2 separate regions of the Mus musculus genome follow, and region 1 is linked to region 2. The links are chromatin contacts, called in public promoter capture Hi-C maps. All regions are on one chromosome and are shown on one strand. The core of a region is the stretch at or near the end of the contact, and the rest is flanking DNA. Distances in the headings are between cores, read along the strand shown. Region 1 overlaps Arhgef3 (Rho guanine nucleotide exchange factor (GEF) 3). Region 2 overlaps Il17rd (interleukin 17 receptor D).

What was found. Promoter capture Hi-C pulls out the DNA fragments that hold promoters and counts their contacts.
Region 1: a promoter capture Hi-C map of liver shows a contact between it and region 2. The contact joins two enhancer-like sites. A contact is called at or near these places in 5 of 39 promoter capture datasets (the C10 cell line, embryonic stem cells, hippocampal neurons and 2 more), 2 of 115 datasets of contacts at active chromatin or transcription factors (both in embryonic stem cells) and 1 of 9 other capture datasets (embryonic stem cells).

The regions. Positions count from the first base shown.
Region 1 is chr14:27,378,540-27,381,272 of GRCm38.p6, reverse strand. It overlaps Arhgef3 (Rho guanine nucleotide exchange factor (GEF) 3), which reads right to left. Exons shown (of 10, transcript NM_001289687.1): 3 at 1,512-1,682. It overlaps Gm52096 (a long non-coding RNA gene), which reads left to right. Exons shown (of 3, transcript XR_003951012.1): 3 at 1,460-1,544. Among named protein-coding and RNA genes, the nearest start is that of Gm52096, 3.7 kb to the left of the region's middle. Within about 2 kb of position 1,417, at least 69 of the 459 cell types and tissues checked have an H3K27ac peak or open chromatin away from gene starts, as enhancers often do. A contact at or near this core is called in liver, where this site is marked.
Region 2 is chr14:27,100,629-27,103,471 of GRCm38.p6, reverse strand. It overlaps Il17rd (interleukin 17 receptor D), which reads right to left. Exons shown (of 13, transcript NM_134437.3): 13 at 1-2,195. The coding sequence ends at 2,086. Among named protein-coding and RNA genes, the nearest start is that of Il17rd, 63 kb to the right of the region's middle. Within about 2 kb of position 1,526, at least 24 of the 459 cell types and tissues checked have an H3K27ac peak or open chromatin away from gene starts, as enhancers often do. A contact at or near this core is called in liver, where this site is marked.

The sequences.
Region 1 (2,733 bases), core at 168-2,667, 280 kb before region 2:
CTAACTGTGCCAAGTTGACAAAAAACAAACAAAAAACTAGGACAGTGCGGAAGTCTGACTGCTGTTATCCCCCCTGGGTTTTACTAGAGGCTACCCACCCAGCCTGAAGCTTCCATCACTGACAGTCATCATGCAGCGTAGTCCCTTCTGCTTGAGGATATGAGACTCTGCATGCCCCACAGGTGAAGATCAAACCCACAGTCCTAATATCACATAAGATGTTGTCATGTTTCCACATGGGACTTTGGAGGGTGCCTGCATTACTTTAAAGGCTGTAGTCACTGTTTGATAGGCAATACATTTATATGGTACCCAACACAGACCGCACAGAATGGACACCCTGGAAAGAACCTGCACTCTCAGGCCCTTCTTCCAGGAACTTCAGGAAGAAACACTGTTGCCAATATTTTAGGCATCCTTCCAGAAATATTTTCATGCATGCACACAAATTCATTCATATATATATAATATGTATGTGTGTGTGTATGTGTGTGTGTACATACATACATACACACACACACATACATACACACAATCATTTTAGATATGTGGTAGCACTGTTTTGTGCCTTGCTTCATCTACTAAGTTACCCAAGCACGCACGCACGTACATACACACACAAACACACCATCTCAATCTCTACAGCCATATAGTACTTTGAGTATTTCAATAGCTCCTAGTACCCCTTTTGCCAGGGTCCTCAGGTAGTTTTAGAGAGAGAGAGAGAGAGAGAGAGAGAGAGACAGACAGACAGACAGACAGACAGATAGACAGACAGAGACAGAGAGAGAACCAGTATACTAGTGAATACCAATAATCCTAGCACACAGGAGGAAAAGCAAAGGGTTCTCTGCAAGTTTTGCAGCACCATGTATGAAGAAGCGAGCAAAGCTGTACTGACAAACCCTCTAGAGAAGGGGGTGCCATCACAGCCACTTAGAGATGGGGTTATAGAAAACTTATGGGCAAATTAACTGTCCTCCACAAGAAAGAAGTTTTCCTTTATAAAGGTGTACCAAAGTTCTAAAAGCCAAATATTTTTTAAAACTTCCTAAAAGTTACTAAAAATATAAATGACTGTAGCCATGCACGGTAGTCCATGCCTTTAATCCCCACTCTTGAGAGGCAGAGGCAGGCAGGCAGATCTCTGGGTTTGATGCCAACCTGGCTTATATAGTGAGTTTCCAGACAGCCAGAACTAAAGAGAGAGTTTGTCTCAAAAACAAACAAAAACCAACAAAAACAAAACAACAACAGCAAAAACCAAACCAAACAAACAAAAATAATAACAATAAAAGGTAAGAGATATAAATAAAATGAAGATGATTGTCTTTGTGAGTGGATGAATCCTAACCGGACACTTAGCTTCAATATTGCAACATCGCTTGCTTTTTTTACAACATTATCCCTCCCCACGAGACCTGGCTCTGAGCGCTGATAAACTGATTCTTGTCTGCAGGGAACCTTCTGATGGACAGACACACAGGCAGCTCCAGGGGTCCCGAGCTTACCTCCTGTCTCTTGATCTCCTTGGCCGTGAGCACCTGATTGACACACACATCGAAGGTCTCACTCCACAGTTTGCTGTCTCTCCGCTTTGTGCTTGAGGAGGTGGCATTTCTGGACCAAGCTCGGGGGGCAAGGATGTCGGGGCGGCTCTCGCTGCGGAAGCTGATGGACCGCTACACAACGACAAAAAGAAACCACCATAGGGTCAGCAGCAGGACTGGGTGGATCTGTTTTGAGCAACTTCCTGTTGCTGACAGACACAAATCATCTGTAAGAAAGGAAGGGCATGGCCAAAGCTTTTAAGGAGTGGGAACCCTCTGCCGCCCATGCACCTTTTCACATATCTCTCTGTGTGACCTGGACACTGAGTGAACTAAAGAACCATGGCAGGCCAGGCTCACACAAAAGGCAGCTCTCCAACACACACCCTTTGATGTTTATTCTTCAAAAGCACAACGGAAAACAGTGGTGGATAACCATACACAAAAACCCACTATCTCCTACAACAGGACCCCACTATCCCGGGTGCCCCTTGTATAGTCTGCGTTGGCTTCTCCAGGTCCAATCAAATGGAGAGTGCCACGATCCCCATTCAGGGATGAGAAAGAGCAGGAGTATTCCTCTGGTCCTGTGAGTTCAGAGATGACACACACAGAAGTTTCTTGTGGCCATTCTCCCTGATCACACAGAACAAATCTATTTACCACAGGTGAGAAGAAAGGGGCACACAAGATAAAGGCTGGAGAGAATTACTGAGTGAGGGAGGAAACTTAACCAAACCAAACCATCCTGGATCTCACCATGCCTGAAGCCATGGGCTAATACAATCTTCTGTCTCCAGTAGTTAGAGTTCTATCAACTCAAAATGTGGCACCAAAATGCATACTGAGACCAGATGGTGCCCACCCCCGACATGTTTTGTTCTTTTGCAGAGGCCCCAACTGTGTTCAGAGATCTGATTGCAGCCTGGCGTGGTAGCGCACGCCTTTAATCCCAGCACTTGGTAGGCAGAGGCAGGCGGATTTCTGAGTTCGAGGCCAGCCTGGTCTACAGAGTGAGTTCCAGGACAACCAGGGCCACACAGAGTAACCGTCTCGAAAAAACAAAAAAAAAAAAACAAACAAACAAACAAACAAAAAAAAAAACAACAGAGATCTGATTGCCCAAAGTCCAGCCTTGTGAGTGAAATATACTACCATGGGGCTTTCTCATGACAACCACAAA
Region 2 (2,843 bases), core at 277-2,776:
AATCTGGCTCTCTCTTCTGATCAAAAACACTTGTATGTCAAAATAAAGTCACCCAATGGCTAAACACAAACAAAACTTCACCTGACTCTGACTTTTTGGACTAGCAAGCTAGATGGCTCACAGGGCTGCCCTCCAGTTTCCTCATCTGAGTTCATGCATCGAGCCTGGGCCTGGGATCCAGTGAAGCTAAGCCCTCCTCCACCCAGGGCCCCATGCTGCTCCTGGGCACTCTCAGGGACCCCACACTCCACATGCAAAGCTCAGTATCTATCCGAAATGTGGTTTCTAATGGCTCTTTGGGGGGGGGGATAAAATATTTCTTGGCCTCAATTTAAAAAGAGAAAAACATTCTCTGATGATGTTCCCAGGGAACGGTCATACATTAGCAATTTAGGCCCACCAATCTCCCTCACAGAATGAATGCCAAGACTGAGCACGGCCAGGAGAGCCTCATGGAGGTGGGAGCTCTGTCTGCTCAGTCTGGATTCCACAGTGATAATATGGCGTGAACTCCTCTGCAGAGATGCCTGGTTTTACTGCGAGACCAGCTCACAGCTTGCCCAGAGCAGCTGCTCTGTTCTCTGCTAGAGAACATGTGGAGCACGCTCTCCTGAGAAGCTGCCAGCTGCCTGTGCAGAGCAGGGAGAAGGGTGTTTCCATCCAAAATGCACACAAACCGCTTCTTCTCAGCAGGAACTAAGGGCTCCCTTCCCCCACCCCCCACCCCACTGCAAAGGTGCCTAGAAGGGAAATCCCCGGCTCATCTCACCTCCACACCTGACCTTGGGATCTTTCTCAGCAACCCCCTTAATGCTGGTCCAATCTGGTGGAGTAGTAAGAAAAATCAATGGTTCGTAACAGAATGCTGAGAAGATAGGCTGCCAAAATCCAACAGCACCCATGCTAACAGTGGAGAAGGATGCTCAAACCAAGTGAGCCAGAGCAAGGGATAAAGGTTTCTAAGGGGGAGACAGACTCATCGTTATATACATCTAATTAAGGTACAGGATAGGAAGAGATGGTTTACCTTTGGAAACAGAATTTCTGTACAAGATTCATTCATAAAAATAGAACATTTACTTTTGTAACAATCCCCTCCTTTCTGCCTTCTGAAAAGGAGGTTTGTCACTTGTCAAAACCAGCAGATTAACTGGCCACCGTCTCCCGTACACTGACGAGTATTAGTGGATTCTGACCTCTAAAATTCAAGACACGGCACCAGCCAAAATACAAACCACGATTCTAATAATGTTGCTGCCCAGCTGAGTAATGGATAGCAGTCCTCCACGTCCAGCCGTCACCACCCGAGCTACAGAGCAGTAAATGTAGCCCAGGGAGAAACTAAACAGATGGCTAAGGCTCCCATGAGATGGCTACCTCGATGCAGGGAAAACGCCCAGGTCCTGACAACGTCTGCACATTAATCAGCCAGTTTCACGTAGGACAAACAAGATGGTCCAGCCCCACAGGATTCTGTCCTGGTTGGTCATGTTTCCCAGTAAGAGAGAGAGAGCTGTTTTACAAAACGTGACTGGATGAATGTTCAATCATTGTCTGGACCTTGGACTCAAGGTTTACTTAACACTCAGGACAGTGTAAGTTCCACATCAAAATGGACAGAAACATGACCTGCAGCGCAGCCTGGGTCCCAGCAGTACTTGACATGGGTAAGTAAGCTGTAAGGATGCCGAGAGGGCTTTTCCACAAAGCATTTTGAGTTTAAGTAGCCAGAGTTCAAGTGAAGCCAGAGCAGGCTGTGTGGGAGCTTTCCTATTTCTCGTTACCTGTTTCCACTCTACCCCTCTCAGAGCAGGCTCAGATCCAAGGATCAGTCTGAGATGGACAGCTGCAGTCAGATCTAATGGACATGCCTTTCAGGGTTCCATATGCTTTTGGGAAACTGGAGACTTTGCTAAGTATCCCTTAGAAGGCTGGAGCAGAACAGATCGAGTGCTAGCCAGAATTTCATTCCAGATATCCCCGTGTGCGCCTTCAGCTCCAAGTAGGCTGCACAACCACAGAGGTGAACTGGGGAGCCAGAGAGATCAGCAGCTAAAGTGGCGATGCTTAGACTCTTCCGAGTCCTTACAAAGGAGCAAGCGCTTGCAGTTCGTCAGTGTGGCTGTGGCAACCATGTTCTCTGGACACCCCAGAGGCAAGGAGCTTGGAAGGGAGGGTAGGGGGGTCCTCCTCACCTAAGGAGAGAAGAAAGGACAGAGCCACAATCAGTACACTTTACTGACCCAGACCCCCAGTGCCACCACATGGCTGGGATTCGCTCTTGTGTGTTGCACAAATGAGGCAGGCATCGGAACCAGCTCAGAGTAATACTCTCAACCTCTTACCAGAGGAAGAGAGATCCCTCCGTTAGAGCCAAAGTTTTACATGTGTGACTCCAAGAACTTATAGGTGTGGTGGATTCCTGAGGCTCTCTGGGGAAGAGCCCTCCTTCCCGGAGCACTGTGTGAAGCTAGCACTGAGAAGAATACAGTGTTCATGAACATACGGTTTAATAGACATCTGGGCTTCAAAGGCGGTGGAAAGATAAAAGGCAGCAAACACTTCAGCTCCCAGAAGGGCACAATCCCACAGACCCTTATCCAACACATGCATTTAGTATTCCAATCTTTTCAGAGTTAGGAGACTGCCAACCCTACTGACAACTGGAGCTTAACCCTCGAGACCCCATGGTGGGAGGGGCTCTACTCCCAAAAGGTATCCTTCTATCTGCATGTGCCTGCACGTGCCACACCCAGCCCCTATTCCCATGTGTGTACACACACAGAAAATAAACATTAATTTTTTAAAAGGCGATTCCACACCCAACAGCATATATAACGCTG